Linked DNA regions of Zea mays: region 1 is linked to region 2. The links are chromatin contacts, called in public Hi-C maps. All regions are on one chromosome and are shown on one strand. Each heading gives the region's core, a stretch centred on a gene start, on an enhancer-like site or on the middle of the called end of the contact. The rest is flanking DNA. Distances are from core to core; before and after follow the strand shown. Region 1 holds the start of LOC100285573. Region 2 holds the start of LOC100277352 (putative calcium-dependent protein kinase family protein).

Region 1 (5,061 bases), core at 1,201-3,700, 130 kb after region 2:
CTGCACACCTTATCTAATACTATAACTTGGATGTAGATCTTGTCCCCAACGAAGATCGTCTGATATGTCTTAGAACTTGTATCAAATAGTTGGACACCTAAACTATCTCAAATAAAATTACTATGCACCTACAAATATTGTTCGACATTTTCATATCTAAAGTTTCTTTTCATCCGACATCATTTTAAAAAAGTCAAATTTTTTATGTACGTATTGATGGTGAGAGGACCATGATGTCTAAGAGGTGTGAATTTGGCTTTACTAAAAACTCTTGCTTAAATTAAATCCTAATCGCAAGCCTAACTTCATCCAAGTGTCTAATATGTGACAAAGAGTTTTACACCCTAATTTGTAACTAGATACTAGCATAGAAATTCTAAGAAGGTAAATGTTTGAAGTAAATTACTTAAATATAAATATGTATAGTAGATCAAGGGTTAGAAGACTCATCGATGTATTGAAGAGTAATCACTCTCCACTAATCCTTGTTGGGGCACACGCATAAAGGGTGTCAGTCACTTTGGTCCATGTAAGGACCAAGTGCTCGTTATATGTAACACCTCGTCCATCCTAGATCGAAGGTAATTCCTCCCGGTAGCCCTCTAGAATCATAGATCATCCCCACAGACCAACATAGGTCTTTTGTGCGCACTTTGTCCTCACTCAAGCGCACCCAAGAAGACTTCCATGTCGGTCATCCATCACAAAATTGCTTTGGATCAAGCACGCTTAACTCAGAGGTTCTTTCAAGATAGGCTTCCGAAAAAGAAGATGCACCTTTCTGGTGTGAGTATTCTATCAATCCTATTAATTATAATCCATCCCCTTAGAGGACCCGACGTCCTCGTCGATCAACGCCAAGCCAGGAACCTCCCCTCTCGGGCACGTCTGTGTGTCCAACGTTGTCATATGCCATATCATGCGATCACTCCTGGTCCACATGCGCCATGCACCATATGCCTGAACCCCTAGCCCACACACGCTCGTGAAAGCGCAAGGGTCGGCTCTAATACCATTTGTAACACCCCATTCATCCCGGACCAACAGTAATTACTTCTGGCAACCCTCTAGAATCATAGACCATCCCTACAGACCAATACAGGTCTTTTGTGCGCACTTTGTCCTCACACATGCACACCCAAGAAGACTTCTCGATCGATCATCCATTCCAAGATTGCTTTGGGACAAACACGCTTAACATAGAGGTTCTTTCGAGATAACCTTTCGAAAAAGATGCACTTTGCTAGTATAAGTATTCTATCAATCCTATTAAGCCTTGGACCAGGATATCACATTATGTGCCTCTGTAACACAATGAACCGCTCATAACTGTATATGATGCTCGAGTCACAAGCTCACTAGGCGATCACCACACTTCTGATCATCACCAAATCGTCTAGGTGATATTGATAACCAAGAGTAACAACAAAAGCATTAGGCTCTCTATGCAGTAATGAGGTCAATAATCACGTAATCATCACTTATCTAATCTTCTCACTATGTAAAGGGCCTTCCTCACTTTTAAGTGGATGCTTCAGCTATTGGAAGGGATGGCACATCTCAAGAAGTTGAGGTGGGGGCCTAAATAGCTCCAATGGATGAAACTAGGCGCTACCACCCCACTCAACATTTTTGGGGACACCAAACATGTTCGATGTTTGCATTCTCAATACAATAGGCATATTGGCGTATCTCCAACGGCTAGTTTCTAGAACTAGCCATTATTGTATATGGTATCCAGTGCCCACACCGAACATATCTAGTGGGTACAGTCGTCGAGTGTATAATTGCATACCACTGTGAGTATCCTGTAATGTGCAATATCCTATGTCAGACTGACATGTTCGGTGAGTGCTTGATCTATCACATACGCATTTTCATGCTCGTTGGGTACCCTGTCTAATGGTACACCAAACACACCCATGAGTAATTGAAATGCTAGAGGGCACACTTCTATCCAGTGTGTTTGGTGTACTGTTCAGTGCTACTACAAACTGTTCAACTCAGCTTGTTTCAATCATATTTTGAGTTAAGTTATCTTTCAAAATAGGTTAGATTATATAATCTTAGTAGATTATAATAAAAAACAGGCCCTATATCTGTATGAGGTAACTACTAACTAGCATTTTCCATAAGCATATTAATTCTATTTAGTTACCGTTCGGAATTTTTTAAAATATCTTGTGCCAGCGGTAAACCAGTATGGAAGCCGTTCCATCCCAAATCGAAGTGCATACCGGAGGTTAGCTTGGATCCAGGAGTTAATAATTCTCCCTTGCCTGGCCCACCTGTCGATAGACATTCTGCACGCTGATTGACACGCCATGTTTAGTTCAACACACCTTCTGATATTGGTCCCCGCATACAATGGCCCCATATTCAGCCTCACCAAGGCTAGCTGTCTGGGTGCCGTTGGATAGAGAAAAAACCAAGGCGCTGCCTCTCCCTCCCTCTCTACACGCCCACAAGCTGGTGACCAGGATCCCCCCACCCAAAACTCCGCTCTCATCCCACCCCCCCTCCACTCCACTACCACGGCGGCACGGCCTGCCTCTGCAGCTCTGCCCTGCTCCGCACCCCTCGCTCTCCAACCCCAACGCGCGGCGTTGCTAAAATTCACCGCAGCGCTTACTCCAGTTTGGCCACCTCACCACCCGCCGCCGCTGTTTAAGAAGGCCCCGCGCCCGATCGGGGATCACGAACCTTGGCCGCCGCTGCCGGAGTGGGGGTAAGCGAGAGCCCTCCTGCTTGGGGTGCGTTCTTCGTAGGCTGCTTGGTTCTCTTCGAGCCCGATTTGCTCTTTGTAGCCTGGCTCTTTCCGAGCGCAGTCTGTTCTTCGTCTCGTCTCCTCTGCTGGAGGTTTGCAGGATCTGGTATGATATGGTGATGTATGATGAACTGACGACGCACGCTGCTGTCGCGTGCGTGGTGTGTGTCTGTGCAGGCGTAGATTTCCGGCGGCCATGGGGGGCGCCGTGATGGTCGCCATCGCGGCCTCTATCGGCAACTTGCTGCAGGGCTGGGACAATGCGACAATTGCTGGTAATTCACGATAGAGAATGTTATAAATCTCTTTATGCTGTGTCCCCTAGATATCTTTCTGTGCTTGCCGCTAGGGTCCATGTTAGGTACAGTAGCAATTATTGGGATTCCTGTCGAGATCATGCTGCGTTTGCTCGAATTGCTTGCGTCATAGCAGAAATAATTTTGCTATTACTCTTCGAACCGCAAATTTAATGGGCAGCGGGTGATTTCCTCTAGCGATTCGAATCGATTCCTAACGTGATCAAATAATTGGTGGGTCCACCACGCATGCATGATCTCTTCTTCCGAAACTTGCTGCCATCCAAGTCAAGACGTGTCAAAATTTTGAACTGACACAGATAGCTTGACTATGGTCTGACCCTGTTGACCTGATGCCTGATCTCTTCCAGGAGCCGTCCTGTACATAAAGAAGGAATTCAACCTGCAGAGCGAGCCTCTGATCGAGGGCCTCATCGTCGCCATGTCCCTCATTGGGGCAACAGTCATCACGACGTTCTCCGGGGCAGCGGCCGACTGCGTTGGTAGGAGGCCCATGCTGGTCGCCTCGGCTGTCCTCTACTTCGTCAGTGGGCTGGTGATGCTTTGGGCGCCAAGTGTGTACATCTTGCTCCTCGCAAGGCTCATTGATGGGTTCGGTATCGGTTTGGCGGTCACACTTGTTCCTCTCTACATCTCCGAGACTGCACCGACAGACATTCGTGGGCTGTTGAACACGTTGCCGCAGTTCAGTGGGTCAGGAGGGATGTTCCTCTCCTACTGCATGGTGTTTGGGATGTCCCTCATGCCCAAACCTGATTGGAGGCTCATGCTTGGAGTTCTGTCGATCCCGTCACTTATTTACTTTGGACTGACTGTCTTCTACTTGCCTGAATCACCAAGGTGGCTTGTGAGCAAAGGAAGGATGGCGGAGGCGAAGAGAGTGTTGCAAAGGCTGCGGGGAAGAGAAGATGTCTCAGGTTTGCTGGCTTTGCAAAAGACAATTCTAATGCAGTTGTAGTTTCTTTGCAGTTTTGTTGATGAGTGCTCATGCTGGTCTGGATTGATTTTACAGGGGAGATGGCTCTTCTAGTTGAAGGTTTGGGGGTCGGTAAAGATACACGTATTGAAGAATACATAATTGGTCCCGATGATGAACTTGCTGATGAAGGGCTGGCTCCAGATCCAGAGAAGATCAAACTATATGGACCTGAAGAAGGCCTATCTTGGGTTGCCCGACCTGTTCGGGGACAAAGTGCTCTTGGAAGCGCGTTAGGTCTCATCTCTCGTCATGGGAGTATGGCGGCTAGTCAGGGTAAGCCCCTCGTGGATCCTATGGTCACTCTTTTCGGAAGTGTTCATGAAAAGATGCCTGAGATCATGGGGAGCATGAGGAGCACATTGTTTCCCAACTTTGGCAGCATGTTTAGTGTTGCCGACCAGCAGCAGGTGAAAGCTGACTGGGACGCCGAGAGTCAAAGGGAAGGTGAAGATTATGCTTCGGATCATGGTGGCGATGACATCGAGGATAACCTCCAAAGCCCACTTATTTCTCGTCAGGCAACAAGTGTGGAAGGAAAGGAGATCGCTGCACCTCATGGTAGCATATTGGGTGCTGTGGGAAGGAGCAGTAGCTTGCAGGGAGGGGAGGCAGTAAGCAGCATGGGCATTGGCGGAGGATGGCAGTTGGCGTGGAAATGGACCGAGAGAGAGGGCGAAGATGGGCAAAAGGAAGGTGGCTTCCAGCGTATTTACTTGCATGAGGAGGGCGTACAAGGCAACAGGGGTTCTATATTGTCATTACCAGGCGGGGATGTTCCTCCTGGTGGTGAGTTCATCCAGGCTGCAGCTCTTGTGAGCCAACCAGCTCTTTACTCTAAGGAACTGCTGGAGCAACGTGCTGCTGGTCCTGCGATGATGCATCCATCTGAAGCAGTTACTAAAGGTCCAAGATGGGCCGACCTATTTGAGCCTGGGGTGAAGCATGCACTGTTTGTTGGCATAGGAATACAGATCCTGCAACAGGTAACAAGTCTTTGC
Region 2 (5,124 bases), core at 160-2,659:
CTCCCCTAGCTAAGCGAAAGGGCTTCTAGCCTAATGGCTAAGAGCTTCAGAGTACGGAGTGATTTTTCAGGCTTGGTTAAAAAATCCCCTCGTTGTGCCCTATTCGCTCTAGGGTCACGATGTCTCGTGCCCTCGGGTTGAGCCATTGCAGAGTAGACGGTTGACGCCAGTCCGTTAGTGATGGGAGGTTAGGATTCAACGATTTTCTCGGTCGGGACCATTGTTTCGGTCTCTTTTTAATATAATACCGGGAGGGCAGTCTTTCCCTCTCCAGCTGAGTTTTTTAGACTCCCCTAGCTAAAACCACTTTATGAAAATTGAGGTGGTTCCAACTTGCAAACACCATAAACCAGATTTTTATAAATCAGTTTCCAAAAACTAGAGATAAAAACTGGATTCTTAAAACTAGGTTGTTTCCACATAGGGCATAAGAATCTAGCTAATCATAGTTGTTGTTTTTGTTTATGATGGCTTAGAGCATCTCCAGTAATTGTCCAAAAAACCCACTAAATTTAATTTAGGGTGTTAATAAACAAAAATCATGCTATAACAGTTCCTTAAATAAGGTCCATAAATATACAAGCTTTTTAAATATTCCTATTAGTCTCTAAACTTGGGTAGTTGTTTCGCACTCCCAATAGCATGTTTTTGTCAACAATCACACCGTGAAATCACTTATAAATCAAAGTTTCGGAAGCATTTTTTTAGAAAACTAATGGGGATGCTCTTAGATTACCCTCTGGCTAGGGATAAAAGAACCCTGTCAGCATTGCTCTGAACAAAACAATCAACCCGAAACATCTAAAATAGTTGTAGTCTTTTTGAGCAAAGAGAATTTTGGTTACACTTATTTTGTCAAAAAAGTGCTAACAGCTCGACCACCATCATATATTGACACGAAACTGTTTGAATCTAATGGATATTCGCATGTGGTTCATGAAGATTCACAACAACCTATAATTATTGTGGTTCTTGAATATCACTTTTAAAACAAAGAAAACTCTCATGAGCACTGATTTGTATTGATAGAACATATGTTAAATGCTGAGTCTGTTCGGCTCCAACTGTATTTCGCGAGAGGAGAATAAACCCTAGGTCTCTCACAGAGTACCCTAGGTATACTATAGATGCAAAAACTTTTCTCTCGCTGGGCACTGTAGCTGCATCTGGAGTTTTTTTTACCATCCAAGGCCGTTGATTTCGAGCCTTTTGTCCTTTATGGAAAATCGCAGACGTCTACCAAGCCTCCAGCGGCCAGCGCGGCGAAACCTGTCATCCACGCCGCACGCTGCCGTGGCACTCAACCGGCCCGTCCTACCCCCACGGGCCCCACCCAGTCCACCACCCAGTATAAAACACCCTCCTCCTCCTCCGGCTGCTGCGCAGTGTGCTCCATCTCCATTTTTCTCCTCCTCTCGTTTTTGCGTTTAGGCCCCTGGGGAAGCAGGGATTCTGGCGACGGTCCCTCCCCCCGGCTCTCCCGCCTCGCGGCTCCGATCGAGGCCGCAGCGTCAGGTAAGATCCTTCACGGCCGCTTCCGGTCCTCATGGACCCGCATTCCACCTCGTGCGCGCGCTGTCGGCTCTGGATTTCGTCTACTTCGGCGAGGACTCGGAGTTAGAAACTAGAAGCCGTGTCCGGGGAGTCGCCGAGGTCTCTAGTAGGAGGCATTCCATGGCAGGATTTGGTGAGAATCTTTGTTCGCGGGGCGAATTTCGGTGCCAGTAACTCTTGGACCGGGGATTCTGGTGCCAAGGACACTGTAGTAGAAGATCCTAAATTTGGGTGGCGGTTTAAGCTATAGAATACGGTGGAACTGATACAGAGGTTTTGGAATTGTCGCTTCAAATATCTTAGAGGAGCCAGGAATAGTTGGCAACAGTACTAGTTTTTGTTTGTTTATAATTTACAAGTCTTCTGTTGTTCGCTCCTTTTTATGATAAATTTTTGGCTTAAATTTACGGTGCAGTATTTATTACTTGTACTGTAATTAGGAGTTCTGATCAGGTACATATGTTGGGGTGAGAAAAAAGCAGGCAGCAGTAGGTTTTCTTGTTTTGACGCAGAACTTCTTTATCGATGTCGCTGTTTTTATTTAAAGTTGTATTTTTGCGTCTTGCAGTGCAGTTGCATTAATGGGAAACCAATGCCAAAATGGAACCTACGGGTACGGGAGCAATTACAACAGCTACAACCACTTTCAGAAGGAGCCTCTGGCTTCTAGGCACTGTGATGGGGACGATACTGAGGGTTGCTACACAGGGCCATCTAGACCGAGCATAGCAGACCTTATGCGACAAGGACTGAGGCAGACTTTAACGTCCATCTCTGTTCTTGGTCGAGAGACTCCTAATGTCACAGAGCATTATACCCTTGGCCGGCAGCTTGGAGAGGGTCTCACTGGGACCACCTACCTCTGCACCGAGACCAGCACTGGGTGTCAGTTCGCATGCAAGTCCATCCTGAAGACAAGGTTCCGGAACATGCAAGATGTTGAAGACGTGCGCCGTGAGGTCCAGATAATGCGCTACCTTTCAGGGCAAAAGGATGTAGTCGCCATCAAGGACGCGTACGAGGACGAGGAGGCCGTGCACATTGTCATGGAGCTCTGCGAAGGCGGCGAGCTGTATGACCGGATTAAGAAGGGGAACTACAGCGAGCAGAAGGCTGCACATCTTATAAGGACTATTGTTGGCGTCATAGAGAACTTCCATTCACTTGGTGTCATGCACCGGGATCTTAAGCCAGAAAACTTCCTCTTACAGGATAAAGACGATGATTTGTCGATAAAAGTAATCGACTTTGGTCTCTCCGTGTTCTTCAAACCAGGTAGTATATCAATTTAGAACAAGCCATCAGGCTGTTTGAATTCTCAAGTAATGATATTCTGCTAATGTTTTGATCTATGTTGCATAACCCAGTATGTCCTTCTAGTTGTCCGCGAGTGAAACATTTTATTTGTGTTGCTAATTATCTTGTGTCTTCCACAGAGCATAACAGTATAGCATAGTATTTCCTCCTTGTATAGTTTTTGCCCTGACCGATTCACATCTAGTCACCTTTGATTTATGCCGGAGTATGGAAGTATGCACCAATTCTGGAGTTTTTCCCCTGAATACAGAATTTGCAAAATTTCAGGTGAGGTCTTTACTGAAACAGTCGGAAGCCCGTATTATATTGCTCCAGAAGTATTGCAGAAACATTATGGACCAGAGGCTGATGTGTGGACAGCTGGAGTGATACTCTATGTACTGCTAAGTGGCGTGCCACCATTTTGGGCAGGTGAATTAATTAGACATGATATTTGACTATTTGAAGTTTTCTTTCACTGCCGTTTTCTGGATGTGCTCAAGTCATCCATTTAATTTTGTACCAGATACACATGAAGGAGTACTTGACAAAGTGCGGAATGGGCATTTTGATTTTGAATCAGACCAGTGGCACATGATTTCGGACAGCGCAAAGGATCTTATAAGAAAAATGCTCTGCCCTTGTCCATCGGAGAGATTGAAAGCCCATGAAGTTCTAAGTATGATTTAACCCTTGTGCATATTAGTTTTTTCTCATTTCAATACCATATATTTACATGCCTTGCTTTTCCTAGAATGACTTTTACCAGCTGTTTATTCCTGGAAATTCACAGTAACTATTGTAAGATCAAGGAGTTGATAATACAATGATCTTTTGTTTCTAAATGCTCAGAGCATCCATGGATATGTGATAATGGAGTGGCTACTCATCAAACTCTGGATCCAACTGTTCTTTCTCGTACCAATAAATTATCTGCAGTGAATAAATCAAAGAAATTGGCTCTACAGGTGTGTTTATATGCCATGGAGTAGTTATTTTAATTTCTATTTTTTTGCACCATGGTAAATCACTATCAGGGCTTTTGGGAAAGAAATTGGAGATGTTTTTTGTTACCTTTATTCCCCTAACATGGATCCTTCTGTGATGTAATAGTTTAAACTTGGCTACCATTGTTACTTGCTATAAAAGATTAAAACGACCCAAAATATGGTAAACATCATGAAATTCTCTACATGGTGTCTTAAAACATGATGCAAAGCTTTTCATTATTCAGGTATTAATATATTTGTCATCAACTCATCATTGTTGTCAGTGCGCATATTGTCACTGGTCAATCATGTATCTGTTTTATTTTTGCTTCAGAGAATTGATCAGAGCTTTTTACTATTTGGTTTGATTTGTCTGATCTGCCGTTCTAGGTTGATTTAGATAATTCCATAGGTTGCTTTGCAAGGATAGATGGGATGTAAAGTACTCTATATTAGTCTGGCAATTCAATATCATAACAATTCACTTCTTTTTCCATTTGTGAATCTTCCTGATTTTGGCCCAGGTTATTGCTAAGCATCTTTCAGAAGAGGAGATTGCTAGGTTAAGAGGAATGTTCAAGGCAATGGACAATGGAAACAATGTTGTGATTACTTTGTCTGAGCTTAAAGAAGGTTTGAGCAAATGCGGCTCAGTGTTTAGAAACATTGAGATTAGTGATATCGTGGAAGCGGTAAGTAATTCTATGTGGAGCACTAGCAATCATACTGGTGTGTATGACGTATTGACGTATCTTTTAAAAAACTTGATGACGTTTCAGAGTACTAATGGAAGCAATCATACTGGTGCGTATGATGTATCTTTTTTAAAACTTGATGACGTTTCAGAGTACTAATGGACGAACTAGAAGCGATACTACTAATGTGTTGTTGAAGTACCTTTTAAATTGGTCCTTTTGTTTAATAAGCACTGAAGCATCCACATGTCATATGTATTAAATAGGTCACTGAAGTAGTCTGATCTCAACTGTATGGGGCTCTAATCCCCTCTTCTCTTCTTAATGTAATGATACACAGACCTCCCGCGTGTTGGAGAAAAGAAGTCCGATGCATGAACTGATCTCATAACTGAATTTTTTATTTATTGAATGCTTGAAAATAGAACTGATTTCATAACTTTAAGAAGTTTTATTTATTGAATGTTTGTAAAAAGTACTGAGATAACATATTGCTGTCTTCATAATTCAAACGCATGGATTTACAGGAAAAAACAACTAAGCATATCTTTATCCAGTACACTATTTTTTATTGCTATAGAGCACAGCAT

The links. Hi-C and Micro-C count contacts between places; a contact is called where the count stands out from the background.
Region 1: a Hi-C map of leaf shows a contact between it and region 2, with 5 times the contacts expected there. The contact joins the promoter of LOC100285573 here to the promoter of LOC100277352 in region 2. A contact is called at or near these places in 8 of 25 Hi-C or Micro-C datasets (bundle sheath, ear, endosperm and 4 more).

The regions. Positions count from the first base shown.
Region 1 is chr1:85,305,434-85,310,494 of Zm-B73-REFERENCE-NAM-5.0, forward strand. It overlaps LOC100285573, which reads left to right and starts at 2,451. Exons shown (of 6, transcript NM_001413611.1): 1 at 2,451-2,753; 2 at 2,945-3,042; 3 at 3,435-4,001; 4 at 4,097-5,046. The coding sequence starts at 2,964.
Region 2 is chr1:85,177,935-85,183,058 of Zm-B73-REFERENCE-NAM-5.0, forward strand. It overlaps LOC100277352 (putative calcium-dependent protein kinase family protein), which reads left to right and starts at 1,410. Exons shown (of 8, transcript NM_001150943.1): 1 at 1,410-1,515; 2 at 2,123-2,829; 3 at 3,139-3,282; 4 at 3,377-3,529; 5 at 3,703-3,818; 6 at 4,364-4,531. The coding sequence starts at 2,136.